Linked DNA regions of Mus musculus: region 2 is linked to region 1. The links are chromatin contacts, called in public HiChIP or PLAC-seq maps. All regions are on one chromosome and are shown on one strand. Each heading gives the region's core, a stretch centred on a gene start, on an enhancer-like site or on the middle of the called end of the contact. The rest is flanking DNA. Distances are from core to core; before and after follow the strand shown. Region 1 overlaps 4930480K23Rik (RIKEN cDNA 4930480K23 gene). Region 2 overlaps Slc39a14 (solute carrier family 39 (zinc transporter), member 14).

What was found. HiChIP or PLAC-seq counts read pairs in DNA pulled down with a chosen protein or histone mark.
Region 2: a contact with region 1 is called in a FOXA1 HiChIP or PLAC-seq map of pancreatic cancer cells. The contact joins two enhancer-like sites. A contact is called at or near these places in 1 of 39 promoter capture datasets (pre-B cells) and 2 of 115 datasets of contacts at active chromatin or transcription factors (bone marrow-derived macrophages and pancreatic cancer cells).

Annotation. Positions count from the first base shown.
Region 1 is chr14:69,759,670-69,766,628 of GRCm38.p6, forward strand. All of the region lies in intron 2 of 4930480K23Rik (RIKEN cDNA 4930480K23 gene), which reads left to right. It also overlaps the pseudogene Gm17740. Among named protein-coding and RNA genes, the nearest start is that of Tnfrsf10b, 4.3 kb to the right of the region's middle. Within about 2 kb of position 4,117, at least 22 of the 459 cell types and tissues checked have an H3K27ac peak or open chromatin away from gene starts, as enhancers often do. A contact at or near this core is called in pancreatic cancer cells, where this site is marked.
Region 2 is chr14:70,304,641-70,311,599 of GRCm38.p6, forward strand. Slc39a14 (solute carrier family 39 (zinc transporter), member 14) reads right to left here. Exons shown (of 10, transcript NM_144808.4): 6 at 6,216-6,335; 7 at 5,443-5,631; 8 at 5,118-5,325; 9 at 4,010-4,194; 10 at 1-2,172. The coding sequence ends at 2,026. Among named protein-coding and RNA genes, the nearest start is that of Ppp3cc, 19 kb to the left of the region's middle. Within about 2 kb of position 4,176, at least 42 of the 459 cell types and tissues checked have an H3K27ac peak or open chromatin away from gene starts, as enhancers often do. A contact at or near this core is called in pancreatic cancer cells, where this site is marked.

The DNA of each region.
Region 1 (6,959 bases), core at 2,867-5,366:
TTATGGGGCACAATGAAGGCTGTTCTAAGAGGCAAGTTCTCAGCACTAAGATCCCATACTAGCAACTGAACAGCACACCTGAAAGCTCTAGAACAAAAACAAGAAGTCACACCCAAAAGGAGTAAATAGCAGGACATTAACAAATCTGGGGCTGGCAAGATGGCTCACTAGTTAAGAGCATTGGTTACTCTTCCAGAGATCCTGAGTTCAATTCCCAGCAACCACATGGTGGCTCACAACCATCTATAAGGGGATCCAATGCCCTCTTCTAGCGTGTGGCTGAACATACGGCAGAGCAGTCATACGTTAAAGAAAGAAAGAAAATTTTAAAAAGAAGAAATTAACAAATTCAGATCTGAAATCAATAAGATAGAAACAACAACAAAGCAACACAAAGAATCGATGAAACAGAGTTGCTTCTTTGAAAGAATGAATAAGAGAGACAAACCTGTGTCCAAGTTAACTAAAAGACTGAGAGAAGATCCGAATGAACAAAGTCAGAAATGAAAGGGGTACATAACAGGAGACAGACACCAAAGAAACTCAGAGAATCACAATGACAGACTTTAAAAAACCTGCACTCCAACAAACTGGAAAATCTAAAAGAAATGGATAGTTTTCTTAACACATGCAACTTTTTGAAAAGGCAGGTATTATTTTTTAATTAATTACACTTACCCTAACACTTGCACAGCTGTGTTACAATTCTCTCTGAAACACCTTACAAAGGTGCGTAATGTGTAGTTAGTAGTGGGATAGATGGCTCAAGTCACATTGGCTGGGGGGAAAATGGAACAATGGGAGAGAAATCTGACTTGTTTGGACAAAGGCACTTTGACTCAAGCATAAATGCATCTCCCATGTAAATAAAGAACAGATAGTAAAAGCTGGCCCTTTCATTGCCATCCATGACTTAAAAATAGGACAGACATGGGCCTCACCTTCCAGTCCATTTTTTTTTTTCTTTTTTTAGTTTTTCGAGACTGGGTTTCTTTGTAAAGCCTTGGCTGTCCTGAAACTCCCTTTGTAGACCAGGCTGTCCTTGAACTCAGAAATCCACCTGCCTCTGCCTCCTAAGTGCTGGGATTTAAAGGCGTGCACCACCACATCCGGCTTCCCAGTCCATCTTAAAGAACTCACTAGGGCTGGTGAGATGACTCAGCGGTTAAGAGCACTGACTGCTCTTCCAAAGGTCCTGAGTTCAAATCCCAGCAACCACATGATGGCTCACAACCATCTGTAATGAGATCTGATGCCCTCTTCTGAAGTGTCTGAAGACAGCTACAGTGTACTTACATATAATAATAAAAAAAAAAAAAACAAAAACAAAAACAAAACTCACTAGGACATTCTTCTATAAGTGCTTTAGCTATCCCCACTCTGTCCACTTCTAACAGTGGGTTAAGGATCAGAAAGCATTTCATATAAAAATTACAACAGTGACTTGGTTTTATGTTTTCCCAAATGTATGTTCCATCCGAAGCAGTTGCCTTTTCCTCTCATTTCTGTGTGGAGAGAGACCCATCTGTTGAGTAAATAGCACTGCTCATCCTGCAGTCCTCTGTCCTCATGGAGTCTGTGAGATCTTCTTGTCCGCATCTTCGTCCTGTGCTGAGGACCTGGAGGCAGGCTCTTGGCAGGTCTTCAGGTGGTGAGTGACGTGGCACTTGGTTAGATCGACCTTTCTACATTGTTTGCAGACATAATCTCGTTTTCCTCCGGGAGAATTGAGATGCTTCTTCAAGTGGTTTGTTCTCAAGAACAGTTTATTGCACTTCGGACGCTTGGTCTGGCGTTCTTGCGGGCGGATGAGCACGGGCTGCTTGAGGCCCTGTCTCCGCATGGACAGCTTGTCACAGGAATCACACTTGAGATTCTTCTCACCCGTGTGGATGGCCATATGAGACTCCAGGTGAGCCTTCTGCGTGAGAGACTTGTCCCACAAAGTACACCTATAATTCTTCTGACCTGTATGAATGTTGAGGTGTGTCTATAGGTTGCTTGGATCACCAAAAGTCTTGCTACAAAAATCACACTTGTGGGGGTTCCCCCATATGACCCATTAAGTGCACGTGGGGTTTGGAAGGAGAGATGAAAGCCTGGGGGTATAGAGAACACTTCCTTTCCTTGCTGTGGCTTGGCCTGTGGCTGCTGCTGTGGCCCTGGCTAGGGAGATGATTATGGATGTGGCTTGTCAGATGAGCTGCGAACTCTGACTAGGAATTGTACTCCTTGCCACAGTTACAGAGGTACACATCTGGGTATTCAAGAACACTTACCTGTTGAGCATAATTCCGGCTGTAATGGAAAAGCAGCTCACTTTCAGGAGGGATGTCTTGTGAGGTACGAGGATAGATTTTTCCATCATGGGGCTAGGCCACCAAATTCTGTTCTTCACGGTTCCTAGCTTTGCGTGCACGCACACACACACAAATCATCTAATTACACACATTTTTATCAGTTGCAATGATGCAGAATTCTAGGACACCATCGTGGTATATCTTCCAGACATGGTTAACTGCCTTTGTCTGTCCACTCCGCTACTTCCAAGGAGTGACTCTGCTGACCAATTAGAGGCCCGAAGCAAGTCGGCACAGGAATGGTTTCTGCAGTCCATACACCAACATCTGTTCCTACAGTGGACTGGCGGAGAACAACCTGCTTCAGGGGGGATAGTCTTGCTCTGCTCTCTATTGGTGTGTCAGGAACAAAAGTCATTGGTCTATGATCAGGGCAATCTGAGGGGTAGGCTCAGTCACAAAGAGTGAACCAAATTGTCAAACAAGGTGGCCATGTTTTCCTTGTTTGGATCGGAGTCTTCCATTTGCAGTGAAGATGGTACAAAAGACAAGCTGTCTGAGGATACATCTACATGACCTGTCCCTATGGCAACCTTCTGCGTGACGGAAGAGACAGTCACAGGCTCTAGACTAAGACCAACTTCACGGAGGAAAACAGATTCTAGGGAGTCGAGGTTGTGTGAGGTAGAGAGTGCCATGTCTACAGACTTGGTGCTCATGGCCACGGTGTGGATGGAGTCACTGAGGGTACTGTCAGACATCCCATTGACCCGGTTTGCAATGTGGTCAGTCTCCATGACCATAGGAAGCTCCAGACCATTCCCATGAATGGGCATCACACCACCATGTCCTACAGTGTCTGCTGTAAGGCTGTTGCTCACAGAATCCACAGAGAGAGGCTCATGACTTCTGGAGCCACTTGGGATTTGGGAATGCTCTCCTGTAACACCGTCCATTGTAAGCTCCTCTGCCATTCCATCTGTGGAGATTGGGCTGGTAACCCTAGAAACATTCTCCATAGTGATTGTTGTGTCCAATGCTACTTCATGGCCTTCATTAGGATGAAGACTGTGGGTACCATGTGTGTTTACAGAGTGAGAGTCTATTGAAACAATGTCTAGTTCTAATCCAACACTTCCATTGGCCTGATAGAGATCTAGTGCTGAAGGGTTGTTGGTGATACATAATGCTGTATTTCCATCAACATTTATAGAGTTGGGATGGATATACTGAGGAGGTGGTCTGTCAGCTAAATAAGATAAAATGCCAGGTAGAATGGTTCTGAAGTATCTGCTTTCTAGGTGAGGGTAAGGTGGTGGAAGTAGGGTATAGTTTCTTTCAGGTAAACCACACATTACCCACGGGGAGCATCAGAGACAAGGCAGAAGGCAGAGAGCTCAGGGACAGACCCCAGGTTTGGAATTGCCACTGGAAGTCCTGGGGTAGGGATGGCACTGTGAGAAGAAGAGGCAGCCAAACCCAGGTGACTTCCTGAGCCTGGCAGGGCATTGCTCACAGAGGATGAAGACAGTAGCTCCATCCCCACTGGACTCAAATTCCTGTTCTTCATCCTGCGAGTTCAGGGTGGGGGGCGGGCGTCTGATAGGTGCGCTCTGGGGCCGATGTCGCATGCTACCACATCCTGCCATTGGCCAATGCCTTCCCGCACCACCTGACGTCTCCGAGGGCCGGCGACTCCGGGCTGGGCGCCCGGGGCTGTTTTCCCAGAAGCTGGCAGCCTGTAGGGACGTTTGAGTCAGCCCCGGCTGGGGAGCCCTGGCCCAGCCCCCTGGCTATTCAGTCGGTCAGAAGTCAGCCCTCCCGGGCCGGAGCCCAAGTCAGGACCGCCTTCACAGGGCCGCACCCTGGAGGCAGGTTTCCGGCTTCTCAGCCTCTGGGGACCGTTTCCCACACCTACTACCTATTAAGGTTATATCAGCCTCTGGGGACCGTTTCCCACACCTACTACCTATTAAGGTTATATCAATATCAGATAAGCTCTGGTGAAATAGAAGCAGCCATCAAACAAACAAACAAACCAGGACCAGATGGAATTAGCACAGAATTCTACCAAACATTCAAAGAAGAATTAATTCCAATACTCCTCAAATTCTCAAATTAGTTCACAAATAGAAACAGAAGGAACTTTTCACCCTGGTGCATAAACCACATAAAGACCTAACAAAGAAAGAATTGCAGAACAATTTCCTTTGGGAACATAGATGCAAAAATACTCAAATACTTTCAAACTAAGCCCAAGAACACATAAAAAGATCATCCACCATGATCAAGTAGGCTTCATCCCAGAGATGCAAGGATGGTTCAACATACAGAAATCAATAAACGTAATTTACCATATAAAAAGCCAAAAGACAAAAAAAAATACCCAAAACATATGATTGTTTCATTACATGCAGGAAAGGCCTTTGACAAAATGCAACACCTCTTCATTATAAAGGTCCTGGAGAGGACAGCAATATGAGGACACCATCAAATACCTCAACAAAATAAAGACAGTTCAGCGAGCCCATAGCCAACATCAATGCAAATGGAGAGAAACTCAAAACAATTCCACTAAAATTAGGAACAAGGCAAGATTGTCTACTCTTCTCATACCTATTTAATATAGACCTTCAAGTCTTAGCTAGAGCAATAAGGCAACTGAAGGAGATCAAGGGGATACAAATTGGAAAGGAAGAAGTGAAAGTATCTATTTGCAAATGATATGATAGTATGCATATGTCACCCTAAAAATTCCTCCAGAAAACTCCCATAGCTGGTAAATACTTTCATCAAAATAGCAGGAAATAAAATTACGCATGAAAATCTGTAGTCCATCTATCTACAAATGACAAATGGACCAAGAAAGAAATAACACTTTTACAATAGCTTCAAGTAATATAAAATATCTTGGGGGTAACTCTAACCAAGCAAACTCTAATCTATAACTAGGTCATAATCTATATATACATTATATATAATATACAAATATAACAAGATCATACACGATCTGACCAGTGTGTGAAACACAATCATATTTACTATGTAGATGTAGCAAGCAATTTCAAAGTAACAGATTAACAATAGTATCCAGATGTTTCAGAAACATTTTAAAAGGGTGTGTGGCACTTGTGGTGATTATGGGAGAGGAAGATGGGAAATGGTGCTGTGGGGGAGGGGTGATTATACACCAGTGCTGGGGATGTAAATTAGGACAACTGTGGAGGCTCTGCACAAAGTGGAAAATAGAACTCCTGAATAGCCAGAAGTCTTACTCTCAGGCACAGACTCAGATCATCAAAATTGGTGTTTAAAGGTAATTTGGCTCCTGTCCACCCTGTAAAGAGAAGGAATTCTACCATTCATCAGCGCATGGCTGGAACTGGAAGACAGCATGCCAGGTCCGCCAAAGGGAAGGAATGCAGCATGGCCTATGGCCTTGGTTCTCCACCTTCCTAACACTGCCACCCTTTAATACAGTTCCTCATGTTGTGGTGATCCCCACATTGTTTTCAATCACAACTGAAATTTTGCTACTATTATGAATTGCTGTGGAAATATCTGGTATTTCCTATGGTCTTAGGTAACCCCTGAGAACAGCTGACACATGGTGTTGGTTACAAAATCTCCCTACCTCCACCTTGGCAATAGATTTGACTTCTAGGGGTAATCAAGGCAGAGTGCAACGTCATTGTCTTGTTAATCTGGGCCTGTGTTTCTGGCCAGCTCTGGCCAGCCCCAGTTACAAACACATCCTTATACACTGTCCATCTGCCTCCTCCTGGCTGTTTTGTACAGTGAATGTCTCATAGGACTCAGAAGGGAGTAATGACTTATGGCTCTATCTCCTAACCCTGGGAGTATAGACCAAGCACACCCAGGAGAGGGGGTCGTGATCTCACAGGTTGCACATGGGCCACTTACAGCCCCATCCAGTTTCCAGGTATGTCCCATGATACATCAGCTTTTGCTCATGGACTCTCCCTCCTCTGTGGCCTCGTGGGATCTGTGCTGAGAACCTAGAAGGCCAGCTGGCCACAGTGTCTCCAAGCAGCTTCGAGCTGCTTCTTGTAATGCTGGCGTCATCTGAGCCAATTGGGGAGAACTCGGGTGATTAGACAGAAGTTAGATTTTTCTTTCTTTTGAGACAGGGTCTCTATTATGTAGCTGTAGCTGTCTTGGAACTCTCTATGCAGACCAGGCAGGCCTTGAACTCACAGAGGTCCACCAATCAGAAGATACAGGTTCTTAACAAACCGAATACTTTATTTTGGTACTAGAAAGCTTACAGAATTATGTCAGGTTTTAAGCAACTTACTTCTTTGAAAATATGCATTTCCCCCCTACAAAATTTTGTTTGGGGTTGTGGATTAAGAAGTAAACTGAGGCAAATGTGATGATGTTTGTTCAATGATATTCTATACTGGAAATCTGGAGGCCTGAAGCATATGGAAATTCAAACTCTTGTTATAATTGGTTTGCTTTTTCAAGACAGGGTTTCACAACATAGTTCTGGCTGTCCTGGAACTCAGTATGTAGACCAGGATGGCCTTGAACTCACAGAGATCCACTTGCCTCTACCTCCTGAGTGCAGAGATTAGAGGCACCAGTACACCTGCATGTATATGTACGTGTATATATGTGTGTATATATTATATA
Region 2 (6,959 bases), core at 2,926-5,425, 550 kb after region 1:
CTGCTACCTCCTAAAGCATTTGTAGGAGAAATAGAACAGGAGAGATGAGACTCGCCTTCAAACACCAACAACCATGACGGTAACATAAAGCTTAGCTTCTAACATTGAAGGAACTGGTTCTTTGGTAAAACTGGACCCTAAGCCTACCAGGACCTGGTCCTGACATCCAATCTAGTACCTTGATTGCTGAACTTTCCTCTTCCTGCTGCCTTGTCTCAAAGGCAAGAGGCAAGAGCAGGGAGAGAAACTGAGCAAATTTCTGTTTCCCCAGTTGTGTTCTCAGGATTTCAGGATTCCTGGTTTCAAGCATGTTTCCCCAAGAAGAACAAGAATGAACACACACACACACACACACACACATACATGTGTGTGTGTGTGTGTGTGTGTATATATATATATATATATATATATATATATATATATGAATACATGTGAGTGCATATATATATATGTATATATATATATATATATATATATATATATATATATATATATATGCACACTGCTTTTAATGGACAGTTTTCCTGTGGTAAGAACAGAAAGACTCAGGGATTGGCAATGATTCAGTACTGTAAGTCATGCGAACAATGGCTCCTGGACTGTGACTGTGGGCACCACTAAGAAAGGCTTCGGGAGAGACTGGCTCTCCAAAGTGGCTAAGGAATCCATGTATCAATATGATAATAATAAATTAATTCACTTAGTGAACCTGGAGATTAGCTCCCCTGGAAGCCAGAGTTCTGAGGAGGGGGCTGCACAGCGCCTGAGGCTGGCTTGTGGTGTGAAATGTCAAGCATCTGGTTTTGTTTTGTTTTGTTTTCCTGGACCAAATGAAAGCAATTTACACTCGATTCAATTCAGTATTCAATCTTGTTGTCTGGGACCGGGGAGGAAGTGGTAGCTAGATGGTGTCCTTTAAAACCCATTGGCAGCAATGACGTCTGCAGTCCTGACCTCAAGAATTGACCTCAAGGTCCAGAGTCCCATGGTATTCAACTATTATTTCTGCAATTAGCAAGTCCTAAGTCTGGCCTGCAATGACTCCATTCCCAATCACCTTGGTCACAAAAAGGCATAAACAACTGTGTCCTGATTCTATGAGTCAGGTTCTACTGGCAGAGGTCTTGACCAGGGGAGACTGATTTGTGCAGTTTCCCTCCTATGCAAAAACCTTTAAATGTGCTCTGACCGTGCTCCCCGTGAGGCATCTACAAAGTTAACTAGAAAAAGAAAGCAATAGGAAGGCGTGAGGATCAGGGCAAAAACAACTGATTTAGCAGACCTCTTGCCACGCCAGAGAATGCCCACAGTGGCTCGCCTGGATGATTATGTGACTCCAGATGCTGCAAGCAACCTGCACGCAGCATCCTGGTGGAAACCGAGCACCAAGGAGACAGGACATCCATCACTAGTTCTACCCCCTCCTCACTCAGGCAATCCCCTGCCCCTCTGCCTGCCATACTCATCGGAAAGTCAGCCTTTTCAGAGAACAGTTAACAGACTGAAAAACACAGGAGTCTTGTCTTCTGCCCTCTTCTCTGTAAAAACATGAGAACCCATGCCAAAATGGACCGACCTGAAATCCTGGGTACACACATTTAGAATCACAGGCCCCAAAGCTGGAAGCCACACTGATACTTCTAACCAAACCATGACCACTGGCTTCATTTTTACATTGTAAAAGATTCCACATCTCTCAGTGCTTCTTCCAAGAGAAAGGGAGGAGGGTGGCCAGAAGGAAAAGGGAGGCGTGTCCTACATGTGGCGTTTCAGCTCCAGAATCATCAGTGGAAAGGGTCGGGAGACAACGGTTCGAGGCACTACCTAGAGATTCCCAGGGCAGCTTCTTCCTAGGACAGAGCATTTGAAACAGATGACATCTGAATGCAGGCAGACAAGTCTGTGCCAGTTTTTAAAGAGCTGCCTTTTCCATGATGCTTCGTGGATGCTGAGTCCTCGGGCCGGGGACCAGATGGGGGCCCAGAGCCCGATGTCCAATGCCACTGGCTCCCCAATGGCAGGGTCCTACCCGATCTGAATCTGCCCTGAATACATTGTGAGGACCAGCATAATGGAGAAGCCGGTTAGGAGGCCAAGATTCTGGATGACAAAGGGGACCAGAAAGCTGTCGTTCTTCTCATCCTCCTGGCAGACTTCATTCATCTCAGGGAACTGAGAAGGAAGAGAAAAAAATGAGTTACAGATTCTGTTAACATTGTCCCAATCACTGTGATGTCTGGTTCTCAAGTGGTGGACCGTATTTTTGGAAGGATGTTTTTGGTAGTTCTGGGGACTTTTCTGGAGTTAAGGAGGTCACTGGGGGGGAGGGTGTTATCTTTGACCATTCTCTGTAGCTCTCAACAATATGGCTGCCTAAACAAGACCCAAACAATGCAGACACCAGATGATGTGTCAGCGTGGGCTGGGGAAACCTCACAAAGCCCCGCCCCTAAATGAAGAGTTATAGACAATTAGTTAGTGACTACTCAGATGCAGAGAAGCCAGTCTTCCTCAGGGATAAGCTCCCTGATTGGGAATCCAGTACATATGTACAGACGAGCAACATCAAATGGACTTGGAAGTTTGTATATTATATATATGTGTGTGTGTATGTGCATTCTTTTTTTTAAAAGATTTTTATTATTATTTACTTCATGTATATGAGTACACTGTAGCTGTACAGATGGATGTGAGCCTTCATGTGGTTGTCGGGAATTGAATTTTTTAGGACCTCTGCTCATTCTGGTCAACTCCGCTCACTCAGTCCCTGCTTGCTCTGACCCTAAGGTTTACTTATTATTATTATTATATTATATTATTATATTATATTACATAAGTCACCGTAGCTGTCTTCAGACACACCAGAAAAGGGCGTCAGGTCTCATTACAGGTGGTTGTGAGCCACCATGTGGTTGCTGGGATTTGAACTCAGGACCTTCAGAAGAGCAGTTAGTGCTCTTACTTGCTGAGCCATCTTGCCAGCCCTATATGTGTATTCTTATATCTCTCAATAATAATTAGAGAGAAAAGACTGTGCATTTGAGAGGGAGCAAGGTGGTGGTGGGGGCCACAGGAGTTGGGGGGAGGTAAATGATATAAATACAGCACTTATATATGAACTTATTAATTAAAACTTAAAAGGACATCCATAAGGTTACCATTAACTTGTGGTAGACAAAAGTCTAAGTGATGCCTTTTCTTTCTCACTCCCTCTTTTCTTTCTGTCTACACAGCACACCTTTTCCATCAAACTGAAATAAGGACCCTAGCCTGAGTATGGTCAATTTTCTATAGTGAAATGCTAATAGAGAGACCAAAGTTCTCCCTTTAAAACCCAATGACTTCTGGGTATAGTAGTTTACACCTGTCTGCCCAACATCTGGTGGGTAGGGGCAGGGCTGCAATGACTTTGAGACCAGCCTGGGCTACAGAGTGAGACTCTTGTCTCATGCAAACCCAAACAAAAACCCCGAATGCTGCATTGAAAAGGTCAGATTATTATATCATTTTAGATTTAAAAAATTTATTCGATGCGTGTATGCTATATGTAGGTGCTTTAGCTGCCTGTATGTCTGTGTACCACATGGATGCTTGGGCCCTTGTGGAACACAAGAAGTAGGATCCCCTGGGACTGTAGCTAGGAATCAAACCTGGGTTCTCTTCAAGAGCAGCCAGTGCTCTTAACAGCTGAGCCATCTCTCTAACCCTGAATTGTTACTTCTTAAAATCAGTGAATTGGGTTGAGTGTGAAAGAGACTTCAATAAAGCCAATACAAAAAACAAAATCTTGGGCTGACAAGATGGCTCCGTGTGACAGAGCATTAGGTGCCTAGTCCCATCTTAGGAACCCATGACATAAAGAGAACCAAGTCCCACAAGTTGTTTCCCATGAGAATTATCACGCATCTACACACATATCAATGTAAAGAATTAAAAACCAAACACACCCGAACGTGTGGCCTTTAGCTGCCCTCCTGTCCAAGAGGCAACCAGAAACCACAGCACTTACCATATCGGCTAGGGCAATATACAAGAACATTCCTCCAGCCAGTGCAAAAATCCAGTTTGCAGAGAAGTGGCTGCCAGCCAGGATGCCAAAGGCCAGACCCAAATAGCAGCAGCAGGCAGAGAGGAAGTTGAAGAAGAGAGCCTGCTGGATGCTCATGCCAGCATTGAGCAGGATGACGAAGTCTCCTGCAATGGCATGAGAACAGGAAGCGGGCTGAGTCAGGACGCACGACACTAATGAATGGGACTGCTTCAGCTACGGGTGAAGCATGTGCGGGTGAAAATCTCATTCTCAGGTGGTATTGGGATAAAGGCACACCCATCTTCCAATCCTGGCCATGACCTCGCAGCACAGAGGCTGCAAAGCCCTCATAGACTTCTGGAAGAACATAAGCAACCAGCACCGGCCTCATCGCTCCCCACACAGAGGCTGAAAATAATCCACAGGACTTTAAATGTCTATAACCAACCAGCAACATCCTCACTTCTTTTTTGACTGATGGTGAAATGAAAATAGCTCCCTGTCTCCTAACGGATGGCACGGTCAGGACCAGACTTGAGAGAGGGAGAAATTAGTGCTCAAGCCAATAAATGCCAAAGTTAGGAGCCCGTGTTGTCACTGGGTCCTGAGTCATGGCTTCTTAGACTCCCTTGATAAAACTACACGCACCCCTAGGCGCTGGCTTTTCTGCTTCATTCACATGACATGCTTTCTAGCTTCTACAGGATGCAGGACATAAAGAGGGGATCTTTACTGAGTAGCCACAATACTGTGTGGCACCTGGCAAGTCCTTTTCAACATTTGTTTGCCTATAATCCCCTTGATGATTCTAAAAGGCAGGTGTAGGTATTAATCATGCTATACAGGTGGGAAAATTAAGCCACAGGACACAGGGCTCATGGGATAAAAATCTCCCTGTAAGAACCTCTATAGTTCTAAGCTATGCTCCACTGTTATAATTCCAGAGTTAGCGAGACAGGGCGTTAATTCAGTGAGTGCTGTGGTGGAGGTGGGAGGAGCAGCAGGGATGTGATGCAAGAAGGGTGTCTCGGTGTCTCAGACAAAAACTGAGACAGCTGGAACACGGGGACAGGGACTAAGCACTCACCCAGCTCATGAGGGAATTCCTCACAGAGAATGGCCACTGACGTGCTGATGCCTTGGAAGACAGACACAGTGAAGGAGGCACCAATAGCCAGGCCATCGATGAAATTGTGGAGCCCATCGCTCAGGGTGATCATCCAGGCCAAGGTCCCGATATCAGAGTAGCGGACCCCCTTGAGCCAGTAGCAAGCACTCTGGGATGCCTGCAGGTCCTATGAGAAAGGACACACCAGTGGACTTCAGGTTACAGAGTGACCTCCGGAGAGCCTGACTCACAAAGGCGTGGCTTCTGTGTCGAGGCTTCCCCGGGGGCACTCAGGGCTGCTGACCTGCACAGACATGGAGTTGACAATGACCTTCTCGTCCGTGCCAGGCGCCTTGCCATCCAGCTCGCTGTTGCAGTGCTGAGGGATCATGTGATCCAGGTCCCCGTTCTGTAGCTTCTCGGTCACACCCTCCTCCTGGTCCTTCTTGGAAGGAAGTGTCTCGGAGGTAAAATGGTTATGCCCGTGATGGTGCTAGGGTAGGAAGAGTGAGCAGTGTTACTGATCAAAACTGCCAGCCCAGCCCAGCCCAGCCCAGCCCAGCCCAGCCCAGCCCAGCCCAGCCCAGCCCAGCCCAGCCCGGCGCCCACCACTTGGAGGAAGCACGCCAAGGCTGGGGAAGAGCTTATTCCTATATCCAAGGAAACTGAGCAGGTCACACACAGGGACGTAGAGAAATTGGTATAGCCGGTGGCAACACATACAAAGACAGGGACTTTCTAGTAGGCAAAGAAGTCTCCTGCTGTCACCCAATCCAGTGAGGTGACCACTACTCTAAGTTCTTAGGTTGCTCTTTTAAGATGGCCACTTCATTCAACTCTAACAGGCAGTGACCCCATGCCAGCGACAGGAGGCCTCTTATACAGGAGCTACACCAGTCAGAGCTGTTCCTGGATGCTTGTAACCAAACCTCTTTACTGTCCTCTATAGAGAGAATGCCAGGCTTGCTCTGCAAGCGCCGTCACGCGCTGCTACACCCCACCGACCCACGTCAGCACTTTTGTTTTCGAGGTTAGGGTTTTCCACTGGATAGGTCATCATTAACAACTGGGCCTCACCTCGTTTTTCTGCTTCAAGAGCATCTTCAGGATCTTTTCTGTGAAAAAGAAAAGGTAGAAACCCCCAAACACCACTGCAGACTTGGAGACGTAATTGTCCTGAGGGTTGAAGCCAAAAGCCTGTGGGCGCAGGAAAACAGAATGAGTTTACAAACATAAGCCTTCAGCGGCTCTCATCTGCTTACCACTCTCCACTCTGGGAGACGGGCAGTCTGCTGGCTGCCCATTCTCCGGCCAGCAGAAACCTAGCCTCTGCATTCCCCTGACTCGCCAGCACTAGCCTGGTGCCTGCATATTCTCTTTGGATACAAAAGGCAGGCTGTCTTTAGGCTTTTCTGATCCTGGGCATTTGGATCCAGGACCTTGGGTTTGCTAGGCAATCACCTTACCACTAAGCTACATCTCCAGCTCTTAGGGTTTTATTATATGTATTTTACATTTACTTAACTTTTATTTATGTGTACGTGAATGTGTGCGTTTGCAAATATGCATGTAGGTGGCTGAGGAGGCCAGAGGAGGGTGCCAGTTCACCTGAACCTGGAGCTGTAGGCACCCACCCGGGAGCCATGTGCACGCTGGGAGCCAAACCCTGGGCCTCGGGAAGAGCGGGAAGAGCGGCAAGCATTCTGGGTCGCATGATAGGCAGGAACTACCATGGCCACTTGGCTTGCTTGCTTTCTTTTTCTTTTCTTTTTGACTAGGTCTCACTACATAGACCAAGCTGTCCTCAGACTCACAGAGGTC